Linked DNA regions of Mus musculus: region 2 is linked to region 1. Evidence: chromatin contacts called from public Micro-C data. All regions are on one chromosome and are shown on one strand. Each heading gives the region's core, a stretch centred on a gene start, on an enhancer-like site or on the middle of the called end of the contact. The rest is flanking DNA. Distances are from core to core; before and after follow the strand shown.

Region 1 (5,101 bases), core at 2,184-4,683:
ACAGGCTTCTCTGGGGATGAGTTAGGAGGGGACATGGTTCAGACTGTAGATCTGTAGCCAGCCTCAACCTGTAAGGCCACTACACTCACACATAAGGATTCTCCTCTCTCATTGGATAGCTGCCTGCCACCATCACTGAGAACATAGAACACCCCATCACTGCTGGCTGCCTCTGCAGTGAACCGAGTGTCACCGAGAGACAGCTGTGTTTCTCCCAAACCTTCTCATAGCTGTGATGTCTGTCACTCTAATTATGTGATTTAATTTTAAAGAACACGAGCTGATGACACGGGGAGCTATAATTACCCAAAAAATTAGGTTAAGTGCTTTGGAGCAACTTTGTAAGAGTTGAAGAAAAAAAAAAAAACGAAGGCAAGTGGGTGGCCCTAGGAGATTGGAAAAAGTATTACAGTCATGGTCATTTCACAAACCAGGCTCTTCTTTTTAATGAAAGAACTCACATGTGTTCCTTAACGTTGTGATTATATAAGAAAGAAGTCCAGTTAGGTGTGGTGGCAGTTACACTCAGGAGCCAGAGGCAGGAAGATCTGAGTTCAAGGCCAACCCTGGCTACATGAGACCTGAAGGAAGGAATGAAGCAAGCTGGGGAGGGAAGATTTCACACATTCTGGTTTGTGTGAAAAGAAAAGAAAAGGCCTTTTAGGAGCTAAAGGACAAAGATGCTTGCCACATGAGCCTAGTAACCTGAGTCCCATCCACAGGATCAAAATAAACACATCCTCTGCCCTCCATAAATGTGCCTTGCATACAACATACACACTAATAATGACTAATGATGAGTGAAAACAAATAATGATGATACTGATGATGAATAAAAGCCCTTTTAGGTCGAGAATTGTAAAATAATGTACTTTATTTATTTATTTATTTATTTATTTATTTATTTTTGGTTTTTCAAGACAGGGTTTCTCTGTATAGCCCTGGCTGTCCTGGAACTCACTTTGTAGACCAGGCTGGCCTCGAACTCAGAAATCCGCCTGCCTCTGCCTCCTAAGTGCTGGGATTAAAGGCGTGCGCCACCACGCCCAGCTATAATGTACATTTTTATGTCTCAAATTAAAGTGCAGCATTCATACAGACGTGAATTGCTTTAGTGACGATCAGCTGGCATTTTTAGCAAGCCTACAAACTCAATCTTAGCTGTCTGGTAGGAAGAAAAGCGTTCGTCTCCAGTCCCACTCCAAAGCCAGGATGTGAATCCCAGGGAAATCAGTGTAGACAAAACTGATTCGAAAGCCTGTTGTGTCTCAGGACAAGCATTAGCAACGTGGCTTGGCTCCTCAGTAGCAAGAGGAAGTGGCACTCTCCCGGTTCTTCATGCCACGAAGGACTTAGCCTGGAGTATGATGCCACACTTGAGGGCAGGGGCAAAGAACAGGATCTCAGCAAACAGTAGGCACAAAGGGACTGAACGCTACCTGAGCGGTCAAGAGAGTCCAGGGAGTGAGGCATAGCTCAGAGCCTGTGCCTGGCACACCTGAGACCCTGGGATCCACCTAGAACTTCTGTTTAAGTTTCAGAAGTCAGGAGGAAAGGCAAAACAAAATCTTACGAGCACACAAGAGACCATAGAGAAGGGTTACATCCTAGATGGCTGGAAGCCATTTATAAAGAAAGTGAAAGAGAAAAAAAAATCAGTATTTTAGTAACATAGAAAAAAAGAAATTAATCTCTTACGGTTCAAAACTGATGTAATTTTTAAAATATGTTTCTCATTAAATTTCAGCTGAATGTATGGGCTCATTTCATTTTTTCTAACTCCTCAAAAATATGATCTGGCCCTTTAACCATATTTTTTTCTTTTTCCTTTTCTTTCTCTTTTCTTCTTACTTACCAGCTCAGGGTGAGCTGCTGGAATTCATTATATAGCACAGGCCTGCTTCAAACTCCAATGATCTTCCTGCCTTGGCCTCTTGAGTACTGTGATTACAGACATGAGCCACCAAGCCCAACTGCCCTGACCTTTTGGGACATCTATGGGGACTTTCCACTGAGATCTGACGGCCCCCATGGTACACTTGGTTTTCACACAACGTCATAGCTTACAGTCATGTTCTAATGGCCGTGGCTAATGGTTTACCCTGTACAGCAATCGCCCTTTGGTCAATGTGCACCATGGCCCACAGGCAGTGATTAAAAGCATGGACTGTAGACTCTCAACTAAGCCAGCATCCTCGGAGCTTGCAGCTACAGCTTGAGGAGTAAAATCCTTATCTGTAAGCAGAATGTTGTCTACAGGGCTGAGCAGGCTCCCACAGAGCGAATGCATGGAGGACTCTGGGCCGGGCAGCCTACACCTACTAGCAGACTGCTGTGGCTGCCCAATGGTTGAGAGAGGGTGAAGGGTGACTGGGAGTGGGAAGGAGGGAGGGAGGCAGAAATGGAGGGAGGGAAGGAGGTGGGGAGGGGGGGAGGGAGGCTCTTCACTCCCTCCAGAACAAAGCCATTCACACTCTTTCTGAAAATGGGAAACATGCGAAGGTCCTTCTTCATAAGTTCAAAAAGTTCACTCCAAACATCAGAAGCACAGGCCTCTCTCCCTCTGTCTCTGTCTCTTTGTCTTCATTCGCATATATTTTCACCCCTCTCAAATAAAGCCATATAATGGCTCCCTTCAATTGGGAGTAGCAGTAGATAAGCCTAATAGGGTTCCACTCAGAGTCCCCAAAACAGAGAGATGCAGCAAAGCCTTCACAGATGCTCCACACAGGAGATCCTCTAGAGGCTGTCCCATTAGCAGGAGGCCTTGCAGGGGAAGAACAGTGCTGTGGAGAGCCAGGGTGATGGATGTAATCCCAGAACTCTGGCCTCTGCCCCCTCCATCCCAGAAAGGGAAACACAGCCCTCCCCTAACCTGCCTCCATCTTGAGTGGGACGACAGAGCTTGGCAGAACGTTGCAACAGACTCCAAGCTGCAAATCCAGGGATGCTTGCCGTCCCTGGGTTCCCAGAACAGACAGATCTCAGGGACTGACAAATACAAGCCAGGTTCACTAGGAGCAGACCCTACCACCGGTTTATCCCACAGGAAGAGAGTGGTTTTACACAGCATTGAAACCAACGGGTGTCATTTTATAGAACTGCTGTGTTAACTCTACAATCTTGCGATTATTTTTAATTATGCACATACACAAACGTGCATTGAGTATGTGTGTGTGTGTGTGTGTGTGTGTGTGAGAGAGAGAGAGAGAGAGAGAGAGAGAGAGAGAAGGGGGGGGTCAGAATCTTCCTTTAAAAGTGGTGTCTGAGCAGACACCCAGCCACCAGGGGTAAAGACGCGAGATGACCACAGCCAACGGCAGAGAGGACTGAACAGAGCAGAGGAGAAACCGGTCCAGCCCATGAGTTCTGCAAAGTCAAAGACTTCAGAAGCAAGGAGAGGGCAGTTGCACAGTCCCGCCCAGCCGGGTGACTCTGCGCTTTCTCTCTCTGGCCTGCCTGGGATGATTCATCTAAAACTTCCCTCCGACTGCTGTGAGCCCTGAGCTGCTCAGGATACTTGGCAGCAGATCAAAGGGCTGGGCATGAAGGGCGTTCCCTTGGGCCAAGGCTCTAAACTGGGAGTTAGCAATTATGTCTGATGCATTCATGAGTGTTATGCACATACGGTGCTTGTAGCTTTTTCTTTTTTTAACTAGTTGACAACTTTTTGGTTATTGGTTTGTTTTATTTATTTATTTATTTATTTATTTATTTATTTAGAGACATGGTCTCATGTAGCCCAGACTGGCCTTGAACTTAATTTGTAGTCAAAGGTGATCTTGAATTCCTGATCCTCCTACATTCAGCTCGCACACGATGAGATTACAGGCTGAAGATTCTTAAAGTCCTGGTTTATGTGGTACTGGGGACCGAACCTAAGACTCCGGACATTCTAGGCAAACACTCTACACCCCAACCGCACTTCTATCTCTCTCTCTCTCTCTCTCTCTCTCTCGATGGGGATTGTACTCACTACAAAGACCAGTCTAATATCAAAGTCAGAGATCTGCCTGCCTCTACCGCCTGAGTACTGTGGTTCAAGTGCTTGCAACACCATACCTGGCAAATTTTTGTTTTCAATAAGGGTTTACAGCTTGCTTAGAAAGAGTCCCTATGTTGGTAACCAGCTGAGTCTTCCATTGAAAATATTTAGACCAGTTTTGCTTAGAATTCATCTCAAACATTTACTACGCCCCATTAAAGACAACCTGGCCCTTCATTCATCTTCTTCCACAGAATCATTGTGACAGAATGAGTTATACTGCATTAAACATTAATGACAACCCCATTTTGTCCTTGTAAGCACTTTAAAACCTTGACCAAAACAATGTTCGTCAATGACAGATAAAATGCATTATCGATCTAAAACCCCGAATTTTCCCCAAAGCCCCTTCCACACCCCAAATGCCCATTTATTTTTTTAAGCTTTATTTATTTATTTATTTAATGTATGAGTCCACTGTAGATGTCTTCAGACACACTAGAAGAGGGCATCAGATCCCATTACAGATGGTTGTGAGCCACCATGTGGTTGCTGGGAATTGAACTCAGGACCTCTGGACGAACAGTCAGTGCCCTTAACGGTTGAGCCATCTCTCCAGCCCCCATTTCTAATGTTAACACCATTCTTTCATTCAGCCTTCCAGGACAGAAACCTCAAGAGTAAGGGTGAGTTATGGGCTTCCCTCCCATAGGCCTAGGTATCCAGCAAGCCAGCTCCTACCTGCGCCTACCCCTAAGAGTGTTAAGGAGATATTTGAAGCGGTTTCTAGTTAGGGTGTGACTTGGCCCTTAGCACATACCTTTAATCCCTCGGGCTGGAATGCAGACACACACCCTTAATCCCAAACATTGAAGGAAAGTTAGTTTGTAGAAGGAAGCACCTGTGTTTGGAAATGATGTCTAATTGAATAGCAAAGTGACAAATCAGAGAAAGACTTGACAGGGTAGGCTGTGCCTAACTCTCTCAAGAAGAGAGAGGAAAGAGAAGAGACAGTCAGTACAGGAGAGAGAGGAGAGTGCGGCACAGGATATGGCAGAGTTCTCAGAGAGCAGGACAGGAGAGTTGAGAGGGAGAGTGGAGCAAGGGGGGGGGGTG
Region 2 (5,388 bases), core at 813-3,312, 630 kb after region 1:
TGCCATGTTTTTGTTTTGTTTTGTTTTTAAAACTCAATTGCATGGTTCTCAGGAGTTACTTTATAGATGACAGGTTGTGCCGCAGGGTTAAGGTTAGGCCCATCTGTTTGACATGAGACCACCTTAAGTAAGCTCCCACCGTGTTCTAGTCACCCAGTTAGAAGTAACATGCTCGCCAGGAGTGGTATTGTGCCATATCTTCTTCCTTAGAAACTTAGTTTTTAAGTTCAAGTCTGTTTGGGATTTGAAGCCGTCTTAGATCCTGCTTCCTTCTCACCAAGCCCCCTGAGGGTGGGAGGCGGTCTCATGTCTGCAGAGCTCCCACATCAGTTGTCAGAGCAGCCTGACCCGGGCTGTCAGCCCCTTTAAGGACTTGTCCTGTTTCTGTGTGTCTTACAGCTAGAGAGTACTCAAGTTACAGCTGCCCAGAAAAGTTCTGCAGATTGTTATGAATGAATGTTCGACTTCTCATTTGGTCATTTGAAAGAGTAAAAACATTCCCTACCTTGTGAGCCAATAAGAGATCCTGTTAAAACCCTCAGTATTTTGCTGTGCTCTGAACAGCTTATGCACATGTGTTCATACATGTAAACAGCTTGTACACATATGTTCATGCACATCTTCCACTCATGGTCCAGGGAAAACAATCTGTTGGAAAAGCTGAATGGATTTTCTGCTTTTTAATTAAATTTTAAATTATGGATGATATATGACTCAACTGTTAACTTTAAATTTATTTTTTCCCTACAACGTTAAACATGCCTTTGAAGAATCCCAGATGCCTGGAAATTTCAAATTGGGACGATCTGTGTAAAATGTGTTTTATAAGTTGAAGATAATCTGATAGAAGTCTAAGTGACACAATTCATCCAAATTTAAAGATACATATTTGGCAGGTGGTGGTGGTGGTGGTAGTGGCATGCCATGTCCTCTTGTGTGACTAATCTGTCATTGACTGAGTAGTGGCACAAATTAGCTGTATGATGTAACTAGTTATTTACAAGTGTTTGTATTTTGTGTCCTCCCAAAGAATTACTTGTATAAATAAGTCAGGAAACTTTGAGATCAATTTTTAACATATAGTATTTAAAATTCTAAATTGAGAATTAAATTATTTTGCTCCAACATAGCTTTTCCTTGTTAGTGTTTAGTCCTAAGGCGTTTCTTCCCATTATGTCTTGCTGTATAGCCCAGTCTGGCCTTGGGGTTCCCTTCTCTTGCCTCAGTCTCCCCCCAGCACCCCCCCCCATGCTGGGTCACAGGCACACACCCCGCTGCAGGCTGAGGCACTCGGAAGTGTATGCTTAGCTTTAGTAATCTAGTTTTTACTTGCACTATAATTTGCTTTCTGTTTTATTTTCAAATTACGCTGAGTAATATATAGCTAGGAAGACTATTTTGAATATCTTCAGGTTCGATTTCATCTGAAATCTTCTTTCTTCTAGGTAACTGTGGAGAACTTTTTAAGGGTATTGACCGGGAGGGTTCCACCCAGTACCCCTCGCTCAAAGCGTCTTCTTTCCGACGACAGAAGCAATATCCTCATTTATATGACAGGTATTTCAGAGTTTAAAGAGTTCTAGTAGATTATATTGAAACATGATCAAATGGAACCCGGTAAACAGATGCTAAAGTAACAGAGTGACCTTTGGTTAAAGTCATGTGCATGTGTGTGTGTGTGTGTGTGTGTGTGTGTGTGTGTGTATGTGTGTGTGTGTGTGTGCACGCGTGCTCGAGTGTGTGTATACCTGAAATGACATGTAAAAGGGGACATAGGTTGAGGATCCTTATTCCAGAATCTACAATTGTTGCCAACCCGTACAAATATTTGACTTCATGTGACAGGTGGTGGTCCAAATGCAGGCACTGAAAAGGGGCAAAATTTCCTTCAGACTCTGTGCATAAGAAACACAAATTAATTTCACGTTTAGATCTGTCCTAGCCTTAAAATATCAACTGTGGAACAGATGTGCCTCCGTCTGCAGCCCTCCTGGCCCCCATTTGGATGAGGGCAGTGCGTGTGTGTCATCTGTTTACTTGTCTTCACTATCTCTTTGTCATCTTTCCAGAGTCCGCTCCTGCCACACCCGCTCTGGCTTTTGTCCCCCTTGGGTCGTCCTTCTCAGCACATAATAGAACTGCAGATCTGCCCTTCTCTGCCGCACACTCCCAAATTCTACTTTTGAAGGATTTACTCAGTAACTCCTTGAGTAAATGCTGAGTCTTAGCCTAAATTTCTTTGTTTTGGTCTGGGGTGGGGTCTGTGAAGCTGTATGGTGAACATATTTTCTGGATGTTATAATTTCTAGGTTAGTTTCAGTTAATGTACTAAAATATAGGATTTATATATTTTACATTTTTTTCTTGGTTTGTTGCCATTGAAACAGTTTGAAAATAACTCCAGACAGGAAGGAAATTCCAGCAGTTCTAATATAGAGTCTGTGTTAGAGAGCCTGCAACACAGTGGAATAGCTGATAATCATGATAGTAAAATAAGAGCCAATACTTTTGAGGCTTTCTGTATACTGTGAGCTGCCTTAAATTACTGCCTCTGGCAATGAGTTTCATCCTTAGGCAGCCTGGTGAATTTGGTGTTGACATCCAGAGCCGCCATGTATGGTCATGCAGGTCTTACCATATGCACAGCACTTGGCCTGGTGTTAAGTGGGAGCTGGCATCTAGTGTGTTTTGACTGATTTGTATGCCTTGCTGCAGGATGTCTCATGGGAAGGAGAAATACCCTTTTCCCCACAAAGGCTTAGTCACTAGCCACTCGTGTCACTACAATCGGCTTCCCTCCTTCACTGTTCAGAGCCACTCGTGTCACTACAATCGGCTTTCCCTCTTTCACTGTTCAGAGGCAGCTGCTTTTCAAGTCTGCATGTGGGCTGTGGGAGCCACCAGTGCCCTCACTGTGTGGCTAAGCAGAATGGGGCAGAGATTAAGTTATTTACTAAAGTAGCAGAGCCTGCACATGGCACATCGAGGGTTCCCATCCACACACACTGGCTGGTCCATATCACCACCCCCTGGCCAGCGAATGGACTCTGTTCAATAGTCAGGGATAAACCACCAGGTGTTAGTGAGAGCCACACTTCCTAGTAATAATAGCAGAGTAAACCTGGAGTGAGCACGCACCAGGGACTACTCAGTGCTTTAGCTGCTTTCTCACCAAGTGATAGAAAAACTCTTAAAGAAATAATATGTACTGTTCTTATGAATTCTGTTTTAAGTTGGTATGGAAAATTAAATTTGCTTTTGAGCCCATACTTTAGGTAAGAAAGTATTATTAAAGCATCACAGGAAATAATCTAAGTGTGTATATCTGGATGTGTTTGTACTGTATATGGTTCTGTGTGCATTAGGGAATATGTCAGTGTTTGTACTGTATATGGTTCTGTGTGCATTAGGGAATATGTCAGTGTTTGTACTGTTTATGGTTCTGTGTGCATTAGGGAATATGTCAGTGTTTGTACTGTGTGTGTTTATATGTGCATTAGGGAATATGTCAGCATTTGTACTGTATATGGTTCTGTGTACATTAGGGAATATGTAAGCGTTTGTAATGTATGAGGTTCTGTGTACATTAGGGAATATGTAAGTGTTTGTACTGTGTGTGTTTCTATATGTATTAGGGAATATGTCAGCATTTGTACTGTATATGGTTCTGTGTACATTAGGGAATATGTAAGCGTTTGTAATGTATGAGGTTCTGTGTACATTAGGGAATATGTAAGTGTTTGTACTGTGTGTTTCTATATGTATTAGGGAATATGTCAGCGTTGTCTTTTTGGCTTTCTGTAAGGTCATGGAGGGAATGGTTTCTTGAAATTCCAAGATTCTGAAGAAATCACCAACATAGAACTTGCAGATGCGTTTGAACAGATGTGGCAGAAGAGACGGTAATTAGCAAGTAACTCTTCACTTTATTTTCTGACTTCTCCCTTTTTCTCCTGCAGTGTCGGGGCTGAACCAGGGTTTATGCACACCGGGCAGTTGCTCTACCCTGGGCTACACACCCAGCCCCAAACAAATGACCTCTTTTTCCAAGATAAACTAATATCAAAATTTCTTGTGGGAGATGTGTAGTTATTTTATATGATTTTTAACTTGTCCTAATCATTTCTCCTGCCATCTGAATTTTATATTTGTTATTTCACTGGACAGAGTTTTGTGAAAGAAAAGCTCAGTTACTGTGTAGCTTGAGTGATGACTTGGAGCTTTTCCATGTATTTAGTGCATGTGTGTACTTGCATGCATATGTGTGTGCACACTTGTGTGTGTGTGCTTGTGCATGTGGAGGTCAGAGAAGAGCTTGTGGAGTTGGTTCCATCCCTTGTACCAGGTGGTTATGGGCACTCAAGAGCCCTCCCATTGGCTTTGGGTTGACTTTTAAGATCTAATGTTATGTCACCATTATGTCTAGTGTCAGGTAGCTGTAACCCCCACTTCCCAGTGTGTTTGAAAGAGAGAGTCACAGTGTAACGCAGGCTGCCCTCAAACTCAGGATATCCCTGCTTCAGCTTCCTGAGCAGCTGAAGTTATAACTGTGTGACACTAAATTAGTTCATTATGTTTGAATTCAGAGTCATGCAGAGTTTCAGAGCATAGGCAAAGTGTAGCCAGCTTCTTTGCCAGAATACAGATGGAAGATCTCCTGTCCCGTTCCTGGTGTCCTCTGAGACCTGATGAATCCAGACTTTGCTGCCCACACTTCTGTTGGCAGATGGCCCGCTAAGGTCTGCCTGCAGCACCGTGGGCCTTCTCTAGTCCACAGCTCCAGATTCCTGCTCACTGTCACAGTCAGGAGCAGCACAGCAGTAACCCTGCCTCTCAGTGAGTTTCCTTGGTGCAAGGATACAGCTACATGACAAGTGTCTTCAGGGGACTGCAGTTCTGGAAGGGACAGTCCATCTTTGTAAGGAAGGCATAGTGGCTGGAGGGATTCTCCTGCTCGTGGAAGCGGCTTGTGGTTGGCTTGTCCCCATCGTGGAGGTGTGAAGAAGTGGAGACAGGAAGCCAGAGCCAGGAGCCGAGGAGGGTTGGGGTGAAGTGTCATCCTAAGGCTCCCTTGTTAGGCCACGTGGTTCCCAGCTGCACTGAGAGGCCTCGGAGCCAGTGGGACTGTGGCCGAGCTAATGGAAGCAGCACTCTGGGGTGGGTGGACTGTGAGAGCAATGGCAGGATTTTGATCTCCCCAGAGCTTTCAGGTTCTCAAGCACAGAGATGTGAATATGTCACAAGCCCCTACCACCATGGATGGAGCTGGTCAGCCACGGTACCTTCCCCTCTGATGGACTGTGGGACCACACATCCCCCGGTGTGCCCCAGTGTGTCAGCTGTGCTCGCCTCATGCCTGGGATTAGGTGATCTTTCCTTCCAGTTGTT

The links. Hi-C and Micro-C count contacts between places; a contact is called where the count stands out from the background.
Region 2: a contact with region 1 is called in a Micro-C map of brown adipocytes, with 4 times the contacts expected there. The contact joins two enhancer-like sites. A contact is called at or near these places in 1 of 15 datasets of contacts at CTCF or cohesin (the NIH/3T3 cell line), 28 of 484 Hi-C or Micro-C datasets (the Ba/F3 cell line, the C2C12 cell line, CD8 T cells and 21 more), 2 of 115 datasets of contacts at active chromatin or transcription factors (astrocytes and large pre-B cells) and 3 of 9 other capture datasets (adipose tissue, embryonic stem cells and liver).

What each region holds. Positions count from the first base shown.
Region 1 is chr3:152,111,543-152,116,643 of GRCm38.p6, forward strand. All of the region lies in intron 3 of Gipc2 (GIPC PDZ domain containing family, member 2), which reads right to left. Among named protein-coding and RNA genes, the nearest start is that of Gm40179, 6.9 kb to the left of the region's middle. Within about 2 kb of position 3,434, at least 168 of the 459 cell types and tissues checked have an H3K27ac peak or open chromatin away from gene starts, as enhancers often do. A contact at or near this core is called in the N1E-115 cell line, adipose tissue, brown adipocytes and 1 more, where this site is marked.
Region 2 is chr3:152,738,684-152,744,071 of GRCm38.p6, forward strand. It overlaps Pigk (phosphatidylinositol glycan anchor biosynthesis, class K), which reads left to right. Exons shown (of 11, transcript NM_025662.5): 5 at 1,446-1,557; 6 at 3,806-3,902. Among named protein-coding and RNA genes, the nearest start is that of Gm40181, 15 kb to the right of the region's middle. Within about 2 kb of position 2,063, at least 15 of the 459 cell types and tissues checked have an H3K27ac peak or open chromatin away from gene starts, as enhancers often do. A contact at or near this core is called in the N1E-115 cell line, adipose tissue, brown adipocytes and 1 more, where this site is marked.